Regions from separate parts of the Sorghum bicolor genome. Here region 2 is linked to region 1. The links are chromatin contacts, called in public HiCAR-type maps. All regions are on one chromosome and are shown on one strand. Each heading gives the region's core, a stretch centred on a gene start, on an enhancer-like site or on the middle of the called end of the contact. The rest is flanking DNA. Distances are from core to core; before and after follow the strand shown.

Region 1 (4,716 bases), core at 959-3,458:
CACACCAACCGCAAGCAGTTTAAGCAGTCCAGTCCACATCCACAAGCTTGCTTCTCACTCTCAGTTCAGTGTAGCACCTCGCCCTACACCTCCTGAAAGACCTGTGCCAGCGATGCTGCGGCCACCTGTTCCCACCACACAAATAACCAACACAGGGATACCGCGGCCAGCTGTTCCCGCGACACAGATAAGCAACCCAATGTTCCAGTCAGCCACATCTTATGTTCGAGAGAACCGAAGGGCCTCTGTCGTCTGGGATCAAGAGGCTGGTCGGTATGTGTCAGTTCCTGCACAGACAAGAATCGGAACTGGTGTCGAGGTGCCAACAAGAAACCCACGGTTCTTGGCGAACCCAAGTGGCGAGCAAAGCAGCCATGCGAGGAGTGTTGCACCCGGCAATGCCTCGTCCTCAGCAATGGCATCAGGGCAGCCTTCAGAGAGGCTGACATATTCTGGGCAGTCAATATTCTTTGGCGGTCCCATGCTGAGTACCCCTGGCATGAGCAGCCAGAGGAATGAGGCAGGCACAAGGGTACGCCCCGAGGGAAGCAGAGATCCTAATGCCCAGCAGCGTGACATCCGGGGCGAGAAAGCAAGGACAGGCTCCTTTCCAATATTTGCTCCTGGGACGTTCCAGAGGAACCCACCCTTTGACAAATGACTTGCTCCTGCTCATGAAGTTCATCTGAAGTGCGAAGGATGCCCCTGAAGAGTTGACAGATAGTTGGAAGGCTGCTCTTCTGGGATTGCCAGACGGACGGACAAGGCAGCTGTTGGAATGAATGGGGCTGCTGGCACTTGGCAGGCCATAATGAAAACCACAAGTATCGCTCGGAGTCAGTGCTGACTTTTTTCAGTGCTGGGAGAGCGATGGAGTGACTGATGTAGTACAATGTGTTCGTGTTAGGGATTCATCAGGTATCTGATGCGCGACAGATAGGAAGAGCTAATTTCTGGTGATGTCAAACGAACGCCGATTTGCAGCTGACTTTGTAGTGTCGTTTGCCATCACTGTGTGTGTGTGCCATGGGATACTATTCGACATGTAAAATGTTAGTTCAGGTGCACTTTCGGACAGTGCTCGGGCGTATTTGCTTGCTTGTACCAGGTCTTGAGTTTTGATGCTTGTAGCAGCATCTTTCTAGGCATGCCATCTTTCTATGGTGTGAACCACCTCTGTTTTTTTGTTGTCCGTCGCTCGCGTTGTTTTTGTCGGCCTTTGCGTAGCGGAGGCAGCAGCCGCGTGGCATGCTCAGCTCTCAGCTAAACGTCACGGCGCCGCTGGCTGGGATGTGCTGCCGCTCTCTGCTTGCCGGTCGTGGAGGTTTCCCGTTGGCGTGCCGGACGCGGACGCGGACGAATCACGATATCTGCGGAGCAATGGAATGAGCTGGATTGGATGGTTTCTGCAGGGTGTCCACTGCTGTCTACAGGAACTGTGCGCTACTCCGGTGACCATTGAGCAGGGATAAAAATGATAAAGTTGTACGGATATTTTTCGATCGTATTCGTTTAGAGAGGTTTATATCCGTGTCCGAATATTCAACATTCGATATCCGTATCTGAATATTTAAATCATATATTTATGACGTCGACATCTAATCCTATTTTATCCGACATGGTTGATATTATCTGTATTCATATCCGAATCCGACCAGAAATATGAAAACAAATATGATATCAGTGATATCCGTCCGTATCCGATCCGTTTTCATCCCTACCATTGAGGCCTAGGAATTTTTTAAACTCCACCAGAATCTGGTCCGGTTCGATAAGATTCTAGGAGTCTAAGTTTTTTTTATCCAGATCTTGAAAACCCCTAAGGCCTTGTTTAGTTCCGAAAAATTTTGGAAAATCGACACTGTAGCACTTTCGTTTGTATTTGACAAATATTATTCAATTATGGACTAACTAGGCTCAAAAGATTCGTCTCGTCAATTCCGACCAAACTGTGCAATTAGTTTTTATTTTCGTTTATATTTAATACTCCATGCATGTGTCTAAAGATTCGATGTGACGGGGAATGTGAAAAAATTTGCAAAATTTTCAGAGAACTAAACAAGGCCTAAGACCAAATAGAACCTCAGTAGAGCAGAGATATCTTTGTTTTTTTAAAAAGTTATGGCTGAAAATACTATTCATTAATTTAGTGTGACCTGAATGGGTTCAATAGGAAGAAGGGGTGCAAGCAGATAAAACCTCCTGTCGCTAAAACCCTCTGCTGTTCTTCGTGCTTCACCTCGCCGCCACGCTTCCCCCTTCTTCTCGCCACTGCCCCCCCTCACCCACCACTGGCACCCAGGCGAGGGGATTCCTCTGCCGCGCCTGTCCTCGCCTTCCGCCTCCCGGCGCCCGCTCGGCCTAGCGGATCGTAGTCGCGGGCCGGCTGTCGCGGCTCGGCTCTGGGCGTGCTCACTCTCGGTTCCTGCGGCCGCTTCGATGTACCTGACCGCCGTTTCCTTCGCCCCCGCAGCCGGCTTCTCGCCCTCATCTCAGCAGCTGCTGCCTAGGTCGGCCAGGGTCGGCCGCCGCCTGGTGGTCCGGGCAGACGTCAAGGTCATATCGACCGGCGAGGCCTGCCGTCGTGGGCTCGCCGCCGGCATCGACAAGCTCGCCGACGCCGTCGCCGTCACCCTCGGCCCCAAAGGTGAGGCTTTCGTAAGCTTGCTTCGGTTCCTGTTATCTTGCTGGGGATGCAGTGAGGTATCGAATATCGGTTGGGTATCAAATCTTATCTGGTTTATCTTCGTTCAGTTTAGAAAAAAATGCTTAAGCTACGATTTTCAGACCCATTGGGACCTAAAATGTTCGAGCTAACAGTACACTATGATTCACCTTAAGTAGAATTGGTGCAACCAATCCGACTGACAAATGAAGAGTTTGTGTTATGAAGGCAGTTAGCCTTTAGGACATTTCTATGCAGAGTAGTTACTTCAAGATTCAGGTCTCTGACCTCAGACCTGTGTTGTTGCTCTCCAACAATCTCCCATTTACAGTCACATGGTTACCTAGTTACTCCAAACTCGTTAATTGGTTTCTAACTTTATCTCCTACAACTTCCAATTTGTTGGAAATAGGGTAGTTCCATCTAATGTTTTGGATGGAATATTTTCTTGTCACAAGTTCACAAAGACTTGATAACCTGTTTTATCTGAACAGCAAAAGTTACCTTTTTATGTTGCTGTTAATTGTCAAAGGTGTAGTAAACTTGGGAGCATTTTTGCAGTGAAGGTGCAATTTATGCTCTTGGGATCATATCTCATGCTGTTCTTACTATACAGATACTCTGTTTGTGTGTCTTGTAGTGCTATTGATTGTTGAAAGCTCAGAAGTTTATTGCAGGGAGGAATGTTGTTATTGACCAAGATGATGTACCTAAAGTAATTAATGATGGTGTCACAATTGCCAAGGCTATAGAGCTCCCAAATGCGCTTGAGCATGCAGGTGCCACGCTACTTCAAGAGGTAAGGTGCTACATTTTCTTGTATCCTTAAATCAATTAGTATTGCTGCTGCTTGTTTACTGGACATGTTTTAGCCAGATAGCATCCAAGACAAATAGTGCTGTTGGCGATGGAACTACAACAGCAATTGTTTTGGCTCGGGAAATCATCAATCTTGGGTTGTTGGCAGTTGCAACTGGTGCTAACCCAGTTGCATTGAGAAGGGGTATTGACAAAGCCGTTCATGAGCTAATTAAGATCTTGAAGAGTAAATGTATCCCTGTGAGTACAAAGGAGGACATAAAAGGTAATCTTTATATTCTGGAAAATGAGGGTTCCTGTGTGTAAAAATGCAAAAAATAAGAAAAGTGAGGAAAAAGAATACCGACTAGCCTACTACTACTGACAAGTGCTAAATTGGTTATGCACATTTAAAGCTCAAGCCGTGTGTCATATGTTATTTTGTATTTTGTAGAGAAAGGAGCTTTAGCTTGATTTAAATTAGGAAAAATAAGACTGCACCCCTGCATATGCTCAAATGATGAAAAAAAATATGAGCCATGTTTTTATTGTTATGTCTCAAGCACATTACTCTGAGGTATGGTATGTCATGTTTGTGTATGCATGATCTGCGTCATCAGACTACTCAGTGGTCGCCATAGTAATTCTGAATTTCATTTTCAGCTGTTGCTTCAATATCATCTGGCAATGATGAATATGTTGGCAATCTCATTGCTGATGCAATGGAGAAGATAGGTCCTGATGGTATAATCAAAATTGAGTCATCATCTTCAATATACACGACAGTTGAGGTCCAGGAAGGAATGAAGGTACATTTACATGGACAGAGAGATTTTTGAAGTGCAAATTTGTATGCAAAACCTTTGTTGTGCTCAGTCAGTAATGGATTTATTCCAAAGTCTGTCAAAAATATCAAGTAATGATTATTTCAAACATGTCAAGGGGGACAGAACTTGCTTTGAATCACATCTTGCTATGTGGAACTTGCAATGTAGAGGTGCTATCTAAAATTATTATTCTCCACTGATCCTTGCAGATAGACAAGGGATATGTTTCTCCATACTTCATCACAAATCAAGACAAAGCAATCGTTGAATTTGAAAATGCTAGAGTGCTTTTAACTGATCAGCGTGTGAACGAAGTCCAAGAGATACTTCCCTTGCTGGAGAAGACAACACAGTTGAGTGTCCCTTTATTAATTATTGCTGAGGATGTGTCACATGAGGTGTATTCAACACTGGTTCTTAACAAAC
Region 2 (4,716 bases), core at 940-3,439, 180 kb after region 1:
ATTTAATACTCTATGCATGTGTTCAAAGATTCGATGTGATGGATGATCTTGTAAACTTTTGGAAATTTGAAGGCATCTAAATAAAGGCCTAATAAAAAACAAATTACATAGCTCGTCTAGAAATTGCGAGACAAATTTATTAAGACTAATTAATCTTATTAGCATATACTAGCAAATATGCTCGTGCGTTGCAACGGGAGAAAAAAGTAACATAAAAATAATACTCTATATTTATTTTTCTTGACATATATTGGGCTGTTATTTATGATCTCGTAAAGAACATGGTTCTTTTCTTGGTATAGCTTTTAGAGTTCTTTTTCATCTTGATTTTTTTCTTTTATCTGGAATCTTTTCTCTCCCGTTGTTTCCTGCTTTGCAAGTTTTTGTTGCTTAACATTTTTAATTGACTCGTTGTATTGCACTTATTATTGTCGATTTAGATTCCATCTGCAATTGCTTGGTACCCAAAGAGGAAATATAATACGGATCCATGATGTCTTGTTAGAGAGAGATTTTGTCTTGTGGTTTATAGATTGGACTCTTCTCGTTTTTGCTGTCTTCTAAGTCATGTTGCTTTTATGTTAATACTCTATATTTCGGTGGAGATTTTGGAAGGCAGAAGCGACAAGGACTCTGGTTGTTAGAGTGCGATTCCATCATGGTTTCGATTTTGTTGGATTTTTTTTCTTCTTTCTTCCCTCTACTGTTCGAACATGGCTCGGACATGGTGACGGAAGAAATCTATTGGCAAACTGAAATTTTGGCTCTTTATAGATAGGTATAGAATGGTTTACCGTAGTAGTTATGGCTAACCATGGATTAATTAGTCTTAAAAGATTCGTCCCGCAATTTTACAACCAAACCGTGCAATTAGTTTTTTTCGTCTATATTTAATACTCTATGCATATATCCAAAGATTCAATGTGATGGGTGAAAAGTTTTTGGTAGGGAACTAAACAAGGCCTAATTTGGTTTCAATAGGGCCTTGTTTAGTTCATGGGTGAGAAATTTTTAGGTGTCACATCAGATGTTTTATAAGGCTTTTACATGTATGCCATTATAAAAGTTGATAATTACCTACAAACTATTAAAAAAGTTGAGCTCTCACAAGTGTCACTGCTCTAAACTCTTTTTACCCTTCATGCCATTTCCGTCAGATTTGGCTCTAACTGTGTCAAACCGCGAGCGTGAAAAGTCAAAAATACCCTCAAGGCTGAATATGTAATTAATTTTTTAGCATCTTAGTGATCTTAAATGATAAAACTCAGAACTACAAAGTTGTAGATCTCAACAATATCTGTAAGTTTTGTATAAAAATTATTTTCATTGAATTTCATACAAAAATATATAATATTTTTTATACAAATCAATTAAAAATATTTTTTATATAAATATTATAGATCTTCACGAGATCTACGACTTTCTGGTTTTGAGTTTTTTTCATTTGAGATTGTTAAGGTTCTAAAAAAAATTAATTAGATATTTAGACATAAAGGTATTTTTGACTTTTCATACCTACAGTTAAACACCGTTAGAGTCAAATCTAACGGAAGTGACATAGAGGGTAAAAGAGTTCAGAGCAGTGACACATGTAAGAGCTCAACTTTTTTAATAGTTTGTAGACAATTACTAACTTTTATAATAACATACATGTAAAAGCCTCATGTTTTTATAAGATGTCAGATGTGATGTTCAGATACTAATTAAAAAACTAATTATATAACTCACATGAAAACCACAACACGAATTTATTAAATCTAACATCCATAGCACATAAGTGTTATTGTAAAAACTGTAGAATTAATTATTTTTTATTTATATTTAGGTCTTGTTTAGTTCGCAAAAATTTTAGTTTTTGGCTACTGTAGCACTTTCGTTTTTATTTGACAAACATTATCCAATCACGGAGTAATTAGGCTCAAAAGATTCATCTCACAAATTACGGACAAACTATGCAATTAGTTTTTATTTTTATCTATATTTAATTTAATGCTATATGTATGCGACTAAAGATTCGATGTGACGGGGAATCTTAAAAAATTTTACGCACTAAACAAGGCCTTAATGTTTCAAGTTAAAGTATTCGATGGACAGGGTAAAAAAAAAGTTTGGCAGGGCCTAAACGGACAAGGGAAAAAGTGAAACTACCGAGAGGCCCGGTAGCAAATACTACAAGGCCCAATACTGAACTCACCGCCCCATCAGCGTCAGCGTTCCCTCAGTCAGTCAGTCGGTCCTCCCATCGAGTCTCCGACCGGCGGCGGCGCATCACGACCTTCCCCTACCTGCTAGAGCACATCAGGGTGGTGGTTCCTGGGCAGCTTGCACTAGGCGCCGCTGCCTTCCGCCCTCTCAGGGCTCAACGGCAAAGAGGTGCAGCGACGGCGTGATGCCAGCAGCAGCTAGCAGGTACCCGTGCACCCGAGCGCCTCTTCTCATTTTCGTAGTCGGCGAGCGCCGCCGCCGGTGACCAGAGCATAGACAGGCCAGCAGTTGCTCGAGCGCGGAGGCCGAAAGAACACGAAAAAAAAAATCGATCAGTCAGCCAAAGCCCTTTACACCCACATACTAAAAACATCTAGTGCGAGTGCGATTTGAGAAAGGCAGCTTTTTCTCGCGGTTGAGTTCGTAGTTGTTCACTGCTGATCCCCTGACTCTGTCCTTTCGCTTTAGAGCGCGAGGCAGCTTGCTTTGCCATCCGCCACTGCAGGGTCACCATCAGGATCGACTAAGGCCGTGTTTAGTTCGCCAACGGAAAAAATTTCGCAATATTGTAGCACTTTCGTTTGTTTGTGGTAATTATTGTCCAACCAAGGACTAACTAGGCTCAAAATATTCGTCTCATAAATTTCGACCAAACTGTGCAATTAGTTTTTATTTTCGTCTATATTTAATACTCCATGCATGTGTCTAAAGATTTGATGTAACGGGGAATCTTGAAAAATTTTGCGTTTTTGGGTGGAAGTAAACAAGGCCTAACTAGGTTTGGATTTCTGCCCCCATTTTAGTTTTGCCCAAAACATTCACTAGAACATATGTCATTTGTTGTTGTTTTTTTTTCACTCGCCCAGGTAAAGGATGGCAGCCATCCTGCCTAGGACCATCTGCAAGGCGGCGGAGGCGGCGCTATCACTACACTCTGTGCTGCCACGCGCCGCCTGCCACTTTGCGCGGTACCTGGGCGGCGTCTCCTCTGCTTGCAGCAGTAAGTGATCATCCACTCCAGTGCCACAAAACTTAGTTCCTTTTTATTTAAAAAAATAAATAAATTTACTTTATTAATTTTGAGATATTTGTGACCCTTGACTTGCTGAACGATCAGATCCTGGCACTGCTTCAGTGGAGTTCTTGCCGTGGCACAATGGCGGGGGCCTCCTGCACCGGGCGGCGTCCGTTGACCCCACCGCTGTGGTGGAGCCCGGAGCAGTCGTGCACTCTGGTGCTGTCCTTGGTAGAGAGGTCGTTGTTGGTTCTGGAGCCGTGGTTGGGCCTTCAGTTTCCATTGGGCAGTCAACTAGGATCGGGTATTCTGATTCTTGAATTTAATTTGAGAATGTACTCTTGATTGAAGGATTTGCTGAGAATGAAGATTGGTTTTAAAATCTGTAGGTACAATGTTGTCTTAAGCAATTGCTCAGTGGGTGACTTCTGTATTATTCACAATGGAGCCTCCATTGGTCAAGACGGTGAGCATATATACTCATTTTAGTGTTTACGTCATCCCATGCCGTGAAAAAAGAAAGAAGGTACAAGGTTGCTGGTATCTGGTATCATGTGCTGAAACCTCTCAGTTGGATGTGCATGTTATACTTCAAATCGTTCGACACAGTCACTTTTTTCTAGTGAGCAGATTGCATTGCCTTTTGGCTACTCACATACCTTTTCTTTTTAAAAATACTTGGTATAATGGTATATGATAAGATTGCTTGATATACTCCTTTCAAAGAATATAATTCATATATTCTCATGATATGTTGATGTACATCTTATGGTTGCAGGTTTTGGGTTTTTTGTGGATGATGCTGGACAGGTTAAGAAGAAACCACAGGTTAGTGCTCAGTTGCTCACCATTGTTGCCCTATGGTAATTCCTTTTTTTTTTGAAGATTGTTAATTAGTAGAATCCAATTTTAAAGCTACTGACATGTTCAGAACTAAGGTTACCTTATGGCCTGTGTTACTGCAATATTCAGTGTTATCTTATATAGGTAAGGAAAAGCTTAGTCTGACATTTATCATACTTAATCCATCCTACTTACCTGAAGTCCAATAGCAAAAAAATCTTGAGATAATACATTCCCACTCAATGTTTAGTAACTAGCTGGCTTATCTCTGACTCTCTGTAGATGTTTCTTTGAGTGTCTTTAGTGGATGTGATTTGGATATCCCTTGTGAATAAAATTTAGGCTCCGTTTACTCCTCCAAACTATTTAAGTTGGTCCCTAATGAGAGTTGTCTTTTTTATTTCTCCACTTACAAGTTGAATACGAAGTTCAAATTTGTGTAGTAACAGAGGAAATTATGTTCTATATTAGAAAATTGCCTCAAGAATTTTCCCCTAACCCCCCTCCCCAGAAAAAAGAACTTAAAGCTCAACTTGTAAATGGAAAAACAAAAAGATAAATCTCATTATGGGGTATATTGGACCAGCTGAAGTAGCTCTGGGTGTAAAGGGTTGTATGAGGTAGTAACATGTACTTTTTTGTCTATACTGAAA

Evidence for each region. HiCAR-type assays count read pairs that join an accessible place to other places.
Region 2: a contact with region 1 is called in a HiCAR-type map of leaf, with 4 times the contacts expected there. The contact joins the promoter of LOC8061669 here to the promoter of LOC8059775 in region 1. A contact is called at or near these places in 3 of 4 Hi-C or Micro-C datasets (leaf and leaf mesophyll) and 1 of 1 datasets of contacts at active chromatin or transcription factors (leaf).

The regions. Positions count from the first base shown.
Region 1 is chr2:18,572,921-18,577,636 of Sorghum_bicolor_NCBIv3, forward strand. It overlaps LOC8059775 (ruBisCO large subunit-binding protein subunit alpha), which reads left to right and starts at 2,209. Exons shown (of 8, transcript XM_002459774.2): 1 at 2,209-2,647; 2 at 3,343-3,464; 3 at 3,542-3,749; 4 at 4,127-4,272; 5 at 4,500-4,716. The coding sequence starts at 2,440. LOC8061668 (probable protein S-acyltransferase 19) reads left to right here. Exons shown (of 9, transcript XM_021454099.1): 9 at 1-1,173. The coding sequence ends at 661.
Region 2 is chr2:18,754,922-18,759,637 of Sorghum_bicolor_NCBIv3, forward strand. LOC8061669 (probable UDP-3-O-acylglucosamine N-acyltransferase 2, mitochondrial) reads left to right here and starts at 2,190. Exons shown (of 11, transcript XM_002459776.2): 1 at 2,190-2,409; 2 at 3,072-3,205; 3 at 3,323-3,524; 4 at 3,610-3,686; 5 at 3,999-4,048. The coding sequence starts at 3,079.